Linked DNA regions of Mus musculus: region 1 is linked to region 2. A link is a contact called in public Hi-C data. All regions are on one chromosome and are shown on one strand. Each heading gives the region's core, a stretch centred on a gene start, on an enhancer-like site or on the middle of the called end of the contact. The rest is flanking DNA. Distances are from core to core; before and after follow the strand shown.

Region 1 (4,445 bases), core at 15-2,514, 95 kb before region 2:
CTTAAAGAAGAGAAATACAAATTCTTAGCCCCACCTCTTGGTGCTGCTTTGACAGGCAGCTGTTTGGGGGCCACACTAACCCCACAGAAAACTGACAACAGTAACATATTGATGGTTACCTCAGCGCATGGTAGATTACCAGGACGGAAGTCTCTGGAACAAGTAGGATTGAATAGGATTTGTTGATCGGTCAGTGCCAGCTCCTAACATTTTTTGTTTATTAATTTACTGGAGTTGTCATCAATACCAATTTTTTTCCACAAAATTTGATTTGTCAGCATCCCCAATTTTATCTGCTGTTAAAACTTTTACTCTCCAGCCATAATGTCAATCAAGTTTCCCTGATCAGAGTCGGCTATCCACATCTTGCGTTCTTCATGCAATTTCCACTGATAACCATTTTTCCCTGGACAGTTTTAGCTGCTGTTCATCTTTTTTTGGTGCTATTTTTATCAGTAACATTCATTATTATTTGACAAAAGACTGAAAACTTGGATTTACTTCGTTACATAGCCGTAAGGGGGGAAAAAAACCCAAACCTAAAAATCGTTACTTATGTTTCTAAGAGAGAGCAAGAGAGACAGAGTGGGGGAGCGAGAAAGTGACAAGGGCCTGGAAACAGACCCAGGAAGGAGCTTCAGCTGTGTAGATCCTGTTTGCTAAGCTCGAAGGCCAAATGCCTTGGGGGTCAAAGGGCACACTTCAAACAATATGGGCTCTACAAGAGGGAGGCCCTAGAGAGGGCTGGACAAATAGTTCAGACCTTTAAATCCTGGGAAGTTAAACACACAGCTGTCATTTCGCCTCTTCTACACCCCCAACGCCTTTTATAACGTTTTATTTGTCTCCTCTCTTCTCTTCAGCTCTCTCCATTGCCCACAACGCACCCTTAGCAGAGGTGACCTCCCCTTTGAATTTTACTCTTGACAAGAACAATGTCCTACGTTGAAAGGCCAGTGATTAATTGTGCATTGGTTTATCTTAAAGTGCCACCTTTACTACGATTGCTACTCCCCGTGAAGTTAGGCAGCTTTGAACAAATCACAACTTCAGGGGAAGTTGACCCACCACTCCCTGGGGGACGAGGTGAGGGGTGTAGGTGGGTGGACAGAGCCCGATTCAGCAATTCTGAACTGCTGTGCGGCCTCGCAATCTGTCTACAGATCGGATCTTGAGAAGTTTTATTTTTTGCCAGCATTGCCTGGGAAGAGCCTGCTGCACACCCACACACTTAGCCAGCAAGAGATGAAGAAAGGCTGCTGGGAGCATGAGTCACTGAAGCAGCCACCCGAAGCTCCCCTAGCAGACAGGGTCTTCTGGTCCAGTCTCCTGTGTGATGGGGGCTGAAGCTACGGAGGGAGGCTGGAGGAAGGCGTGAGGAGAGGTGACACTGAGGAGACCCTGGGGAGGCTGGGGGAGGGGCCAGAGACTCCACCCAGCTGAGGGGGTGGGGGTAGGAGCTGACGAGCGAGCAATCGCTAGGCTGTGTTTAGCCACTATCTTCAAAGGCTTGCGGAAGCATCCCACAGTAAACTGTGAGGCTACAGTGCTCTGGCCCAAGGGTTGGCAGGAAGGAAACAGAGAAGGCTGAAGTAATGGAAGTAAAAAAGTTTTTTGTTTGTTTGTTTAAAAAGGAAGGATGGAAAGAGGTACAGCAATGGAGAATAAGAGGAATTCAGTCAAGAGTATGGCAACAAGGAGAGAGTGAAGGAAGCAAACACCCAGGGTTTCTCAAACCTAAGGGTGTGGGATGTGGGGGGGGGGGGGGGGGAGTCGGCACCCGCTGTGACTGGGCCTTGGTCCCGGCAGAGACTGATTTACTTGGTATGGGTGGCTTCTGCGCCTCAGGATTTGCTTAAGCATGCTAGAGGAACTCTAATATATGCTGGAGTAGGAACCATCTGGGTCGCATCCCTGACGACTGGAAAAGAGATGGAAGAGGTGTAACCTCCCTGCGACATCTATGTCCTGCCAGTACAGTAGAGCAGGGCATTGGGTCTGACTGTCCTCCCTCTGGTGTCTCTGTGGCAAGTTCTGAGGGCCAGTGCAAGGCACGGGGGTGCTATAAGGTTCTAGTGTGAGTCAGGCCTATGGTCATTCTGGGACCTTGAACATTCAAGACCGAGGAACCCAAGTCCTTGGATCCGGGGTGTGCTGGGCTAACTTCTCTCAGTGTCTCAGCCCCCATGAAAAGCAGTGGTGTTGACCCAAGCTCTGAAACATCCTCCAACCTCTGCTTTCATTAAAATGGCCCAGTCCCTTCTAGTTCAAAGGATTTCTTTCCCATGAATTATTCAAACTGGGGAGTTAGATATTGAAAATACAATGTTCATGGTTTTCTCATTAGGAAGCTGTTTCTCTCTCTCTCTCTCTCTCTCTCTCTCTCTCTCTCTCCCTCCCTCCCTCCCTCCCTCCCTCCCTCCCTCCCTTCCCTCCCTCCCTCCCTCCCTCCTGCTGTCTTTACATTTACAAAGCTTGATTTCTGCAGGGTTTGAGAGATGGATGCAGCCCATCATTTACAAAATCTCTAGAAAATGTCACATAAAAATAAAGCACATGATGATCACTTAGCTGGCAACCAGAAATGATATGGAAACGGAGCGCATTCAAGAGTTCCACAGCCCTTAAGCGAGTCTCCCAGCCTCCCAGGTTTTGATCCTGGACCTAGCAGTGAACGGTTGCCTGAGGGAAACAGACAACTTGAGTGTAAGAATCCCGGGTCTGAAGAACTGACAGACCCAGAAACAAAGAAAAAGTGAGTCAGAACTCAGACGTTTAACTAGCTTTCTCCCTGACTTAAAAAACCATGACATTTATTGACTTACTTATTTTGTGTGCATGCGCATGGTGGAGTTCAGTGGTCAACTTCTGGGAATCTGATTTTTCTTTCAACCACCTGGGTCCCAGGGATCAAACTCAGGTTGTCAAGTCTGGCGCCGAGGACCTTTACCCACTGAGCCATCTCGCTGGCCCCTCTCCTCGACTTAACCATCAGACTGTGATGATGCCCAAGTTTCTCCTGCAGGACATCATGATGTCATCACTGATGTCACCACAACCCAGACAGCGAAGTCCTTCTAGAGATGGGAATGTGAAGTGAAGAAGAGTAAACCCAGTGTGTCTGTGACCTGTGATGCATTTGGAAATAAATTGCAACTCGGGGGGGGGGGGAGGGGGGAACAGTATAGAGATAGCTCAGTCAGTAAAGTGTTTGTCTCACAAGTTCAAATCCCCAGAACACATATAAAAAAGCTGGGCAGGTTGGCATATGCTTTTAATCCCAGTGACAGAGAAATGGGAAGCAAAGATAGAAGATTCCAATGAGCTTGCCAACCAGCTAACCTAGCCTACTTGGCAAGGTTGCAGGCCAACGAGAGACACATAGAAGCCCCAAGAGTGTGGGTACAGAGGCAGGATTTGAACTCTGAGCTGTCCTTGTTATGTACAGTGTGATTGTTCTTGGTGTAGAGACAAAGTAAAATAATGTCAGAGAAACACTTCCTCCCACAGACCGTTCATGGCCGTCCAAACTTCACCTACACTCATGTGTTTACACCCAAAAGGGAGGCTTTGGCGCCAGGCACCCTTGTTTCTGATCTGGAATCCCACACACAGGAAAAGCAAATTCAAGGCCAAGAGGGTAGGCAGAGGGCTAGGCCAAGCTGGAATAGCACAGTTGCCAGCACAACAGAAATGCAGAGAGAGGCAAAAGCATTTCTAGAATAGAGTCAGCCATAGTCTTCTTGCTAGAAATAGCAACCTTTGACCCTCTATTTGAATGGCTTTTTTGGTGTGTATGGGTAGGGGGTGGGATATTCTGCTTCTAGTCCTCCTGATGACAAAGTCATAATACTCACAAGGTGATCATCAGAGGAAGCCTCTCTGTGACACAGGTGGCTCTGTCCAATCTTAACATCCACTAATTCAAAATCCATGCTCTAGTGACAGTGGATGCATAAGGATCTCTTGCCCAAATCTGTTCACTAGTAAAGGGAAATGACACTATCAGCCACCAGCACTCAGGGTCCTCACGGCTTGTCATAGGCAGTTTCAGAATGGTGTGCGGAGTCAAAAATGCCACAGCAGGCAGCCCCACTGGCTGCTGGCAACTGCACTGGGTGAATCCCTGGAGATTTAAAGTTGCAAACTGCTGCTTCCCTGAGAAGCACACAGTCAAGGCTAGGCAAGAGGAGAGCTGGACCAGGACTTTCTTCAACTTTTGCTCATTGCCGGTTCTGCCTCGATGGGTCTGGGCTGGGGCTTCAATTCTGCATTTTTAATGGTTCCCAAGTTCACCTATGTCGCCTGTCCAAAGAGCATGCTGCAAGTACCAAGAGTAAAACTTTCCACGTGGAATCCTGGCTGGTTTTAGGAGAGTAATTTCCAAATTCTCCATGTTCGTTTGTGCTGTTCCCTAAGGACGAGAGAGAGCAAGAGCGGGCGAG
Region 2 (4,859 bases), core at 2,135-4,634:
CTACCACTTGTCTTTTTCTCTTTGGTAGTAGTGGTTATTTTTACATACATGAGTGATAGTGGTTTAATTTGACTGATTAAAAAAAACCAATTTATATATGCAGTGGTGGTTTGCCTTTATGGATGTCCGTGTGAGGGTCTCATTTCTTGGAGTTAAAGACAGCTGTGAGCTGCTGCCATGTGGTTGCTGGGAATTAAACCCAGGTCCTCTGAAAAAGCAATCAGTGCTCTTAACTGCTGAGCCATTTCTCCAGCCCCAATTTGCCGGCTCTTAATGATGAGTTACTTTGGGCATCTTACATGTAGCTGATCGTCATTTGTATGTCTTCATCTCATGAATGTTCACATACTCATTTCGTTTTGCTTACTTTATTGGTTTCTTAATTTTGAGACAGCCTCCCACCCAAACTAGCTTAGAAATCATTGATCTGAAACAGTCCTCCTGTCTTTGCTGTGTTAATATAGGAGAGTTTTTAAAAAGGAAATGATCCATAGGTATGCATTGCTTACATAACTGAAGGACGATCTTTCTAGTCCGAATTTATATTCCACATAGCAATCGATTTCCTTCCCACTTTTATAGCCTTCTTTCAAACTGTTGTCACTTCTTACTTGGATTATACAATACAGTAATTTTCTAATTATTGTACTCATATTAGCTTCCTGTCCTACATTGCAACAAAGTACGGGGACATTGCAACAAAGTACGGGGCAAAAGCACTTAGAAGCTTATTTTAGTTTAGAGTTCCAGGGAATACAGTCTATCACAGTGTTCTCAACCTTCCTAATACTGCAACCCTTTAATACAGTGCCGCTATTTGTGTTGCTACTTCATAACTGTAATTTTGCTACTGTTTCAAATCTGATATCCAGGATATCTGATAGGCAGCCCCTTGGAAAGGATCAGTCCACACAGCCCCCTCACCTCACCCCCACCCCACCCCATCCAAAGGGTTGAGACCCACAGGTCAGGAAACGCGGTCCTGTCAGGGTTGCCAAGGTGACCCGAGCCGGATGTGCTGCTCACGCTGATGTTTCGCTTGCTTTCTCCTTTGCACGCAGTGCAAGACCCCAGCCCGTGGGGATGCTTGCCGCTCACAGTTTGGGAGGGCCTCAGAACCTCAGTTACCTTAGTCTAGAGAATCCCTCATAGAGAAGCCCACTCAAGGTTAACCGTGGCAGTGTCTATTCCAGCCACACCCTACTGTTTAGTTTTGTTGTCAAACCAGTCAGGATGTACTTGGGAATGTTTTCTCTCAAGTTGAGAATTTAAAGTAAAATAATATATTCAGTAGAAACTTAAGTTCTTATTGCCTGGAATAAACATGTTCGGTAGTTTGCCCTTTTTTTTTTTTCCTTAAAGAATAAAATCATTCCATATAAAAATAGAGCTGGTACCCTTAATTTTCCTTAAGTAACCACCTTGAAAGTAGCATATAAGGCTGGAGAGACAGCTTAGCAGTTAAAAACACTGTCTGCTCTTCCAGAGGACCCAGGTTCAATTCCTAGTGCTCACGTGGCAGCTCCCAACTGTCTATATAACTCCAGTTCAGGGAACCTAACAACCTCACCCAGACATACATGCAAACAGAACACCAATGTATATAAAATTAATCATTAAAAAGAGAACGTAGCTTATATCATTGATTATTTTTCTGTAAATGCTATATCTATATAGCAATATAACAAACAATGTATACTATCACTTTTATTTACCAAAAGGTAAGATGTACTTTGTCTGTTCTAATACTTTTAAATTTTACCTGTTTTTGTTTGCTACCGTTGCTGTTTATCTCATGCAGATAAACCAGCTTATTGCTCTATGTTCACATTATATACATGTAATTACACAATGTTCAATTTTGAGCAAATTGTGCTGTGATAGAAATTTTGGTTTGTCATCTTATCTTCAGTGTTTCTGAGATTGATAGAAGGAAACAGAATTACTGGGATCTCTCTCGCCTACCCCCATTCCCTCCCTCTCTATATATATGCTCCCACATACATAGAAAGATATGTTTATTATATTTTTCAAAGTGTAGCAATTATATTGCTGCAGGTAATTGTTAATTTCTCTTTACTTCCAAATTTGTTAAGAAGTATTTTAAATTTACAATCTGCTATGTGTGTATCAAGTGCTACGCTGCTGTAATTTGTATTTTCCACATTCGTAGTAGGCTATGTTTTGAAATGTTTCCTTTTGATTGTTTTAGTTATTTTGAGGCAGGGTTTCTCTGGCTGCCCAGGAACTTGCTCTGTAGACCAACCAGGCTGTCCTCAAACCCTAGAGATCTGTCTACCTCTGCCTCCTAAGTGCTAGGATTAAAGGCAGGGGCCACTACTGCCAGGCTCAGTTTGGATATATTTCTATCTTTGGTGAATTGCCTTGTTTTTTTCTTACAATGTAGTTGTCTTAGTTACTTTCCTGTTGTAATAAAAACAGGACCAAGAGAACTTATAGAAGTGGTTTCATGGGGTTATTGTCCATGGTGTCAGAACTAAGGTATGGCAGCGGGAACAGCTAAGAACTTCATTTTGAATCTCTTAAGTTGGAGACAGAGAGAACTAAATGGGATTGTTGCGAACTGTTGAAACCCCAAAGCCCGCCTAGAACAAATCTTTCCCAAATGGTTCCATCAACTGGGGACAAGTATTCAATTATATGAGCCTATGGGGGTCATTCTCATTTAAATCCCCTTAGTAATCATTAATATAGATCTTTATATTTGTAATAGTGTCTATAGGCTATGAATCTGGTTGGCTTTGTCATATTGCAGCAAGTGGCTTGTTTTCTTATTTGATTAGTTTTTGTTCAAAAATGTAATTGTAATGTAATCATACCTGTTTTTGAAGAAGTGTTTTCTTCTTCATTGTTTGAGTGTTTTAATCATGAAAGCATACTGGATTTTGTAAAAAAAAAAAAAAATTTGATTTTTATCAGCTGAGATTGTCAGTTTCACCCTCATTTAGTTAACATAGTGTGGCATTTAAAAAATGTTAAACTGCTGGGCATAGTGGTGCACGCCTTTGATCCCAGCAGGAAGGAGGCAGAGATAGGCAGATCTCTGTGAGTTCCAGGGCAGTCTGGTCTACAGAGTGAGTCCCAGAGCAGCCAGGGCTACAAAGAGAAACCCTGTCTCAAAAAACAAACAAAAATGTCCTTAGTTCTAAGGGGTTTTGAGTAGATTTGATGTAATTTCTACAGAGACAAGTATGTTCTCTGCTAGTGAAGGCAGCTCCATGCTTTCCTTTCCAAGTTGTGTGTATGTCTGTCTGTCTTTTCACAGTAATTCAATGCCTTCCATTGAATAGGAGTGGTAAGAGTAAATACCCTGCCCTGTTTGCTGTCTTAGAAGTTAGTCAGTACTTCCCCCTGGCACTTTTATATTTCCTTAAATAATATGTAATTCTCAGCATAGTAAAATTAAATAGGAATCCGGCTTCCCTGCTATCATTCATTGACTGAGAGATCTTGTAATTCTAGATACACTAAAATGTATGTATGTCCTTTCCTTTGCAGATGTGTGCATATGTAAACATCTATGAAAGAACTTTCTGCTTTATTGTTTATTTACTCTTCATTTACCTTTCTTCCTTAACAGAAGAGATGAGCATTTAGGGAAATAGAAATGTTGCCTCTGGGGATTTTATGTTGTGGACTCTTGATATTATGTTGGACTGTGTGAAATTGCTCATTAACTTATAGGCTGTAAATCTTGGAGAAACAAGAATAGCCAAAATAAAATAAAATAAAAGTAGAGGAGCTTTTGACAATTCTTATGACAAGATATTATATAGTTTGTAGTATGAAGTGTTCATTCATGAGAAACAGTCCTTCACTGGTTTATGTTAAGCAGAACACAGAACTGATACACTGCTGTGAATGAGATACGATCCCTGCTCTTGAAGAGTCTCTGAAGGCTGGGCCTTTACAATCTTCTTGTGTGTTTAACTCCATGGTTTATCTATCAGTATAGCCACACTATCTCAGGTTGAATTCACTATAACCAGTGACTTCTACTATAAGCATTTTGGCAGTAATTTTGAGAACAGATTACTGAGAAATGAAGCATGCTTTGCTACATGAAAACTTTGTGCAAGAAGTTGCTCTATATGCATCATTATTATTTTATCTCTGTGTGGGTGTCTTGTCTGCATGTATATATGTACATCACATGATGCATGCATGCCTAGTACCTAAAAGAGGCCAGAAGATGGTGTCAGGATTCTTGGAATTGAAGTTACAGAAAATTAGAATATGAACCAACCAGTACCCCCAGAAAATTGAGATTCACCATGTGGGTCCTGGGACTCAAACCAGGTCCTCTGGAGGAGCAGCTAATGCTCTTAACTGCTGAGTCATCTCTACAGCCCCGAAATAACTCTCTTTAGGTGTTGGTAACTTAAATACTTAGGTCACTTTGTGAAATTAAGAAGCAGAATAGTTAATAAAGAGTAGCAGGTGCTTTCCCTTTCAAAATAAATATTTCAACAAAAGAGAGGGACAAACAAAGCAAGCAAAACAGGAGGGCTGTGGTAATCCTGACTTCACTTTTTGTGTAATATTTTTTCATTGTAAATTAAATTACAGGTGGAAGAAAGCTACAGTCTTTATTTTTTGTTTCTGGTTTTTGGTTCTACAGTCTTTTACTGTCTGTTCTTCACTATACTGGTCTGTATAGCAAAACCTAGGTAAAAGAAATGCATGAGAGACTTTGTGTAAGATTCATAAAACAAAACAAAAAACCCTTGTTCATTGATGTAATTTTAGCATATAATTAATTATGAACAAGCAATAAGTTGAATAAATATTTGTGGGGATAGATTATTTGAGCACCTAATTTGGTTAAAGAAAGAATG

What was found. Hi-C and Micro-C count contacts between places; a contact is called where the count stands out from the background.
Region 1: a contact with region 2 is called in a Hi-C map of the N1E-115 cell line, with 4 times the contacts expected there. The contact joins two enhancer-like sites. A contact is called at or near these places in 4 of 484 Hi-C or Micro-C datasets (the N1E-115 cell line, liver and nephron progenitors), 4 of 115 datasets of contacts at active chromatin or transcription factors (embryonic stem cells, epiblast stem cells, extraembryonic endoderm stem cells and 1 more) and 2 of 9 other capture datasets (adipose tissue and liver).

The regions. Positions count from the first base shown.
Region 1 is chr14:31,888,595-31,893,039 of GRCm38.p6, reverse strand. No RefSeq gene overlaps it. Among named protein-coding and RNA genes, the nearest start is that of Gm36164, 22 kb to the left of the region's middle. Within about 2 kb of position 1,264, at least 133 of the 459 cell types and tissues checked have an H3K27ac peak or open chromatin away from gene starts, as enhancers often do. A contact at or near this core is called in the N1E-115 cell line, where this site is marked.
Region 2 is chr14:31,795,231-31,800,089 of GRCm38.p6, reverse strand. All of the region lies in intron 1 of Ankrd28 (ankyrin repeat domain 28), which reads left to right. Among named protein-coding and RNA genes, the nearest start is that of Ankrd28, 33 kb to the left of the region's middle. Within about 2 kb of position 3,384, at least 9 of the 459 cell types and tissues checked have an H3K27ac peak or open chromatin away from gene starts, as enhancers often do. A contact at or near this core is called in the N1E-115 cell line, where this site is marked.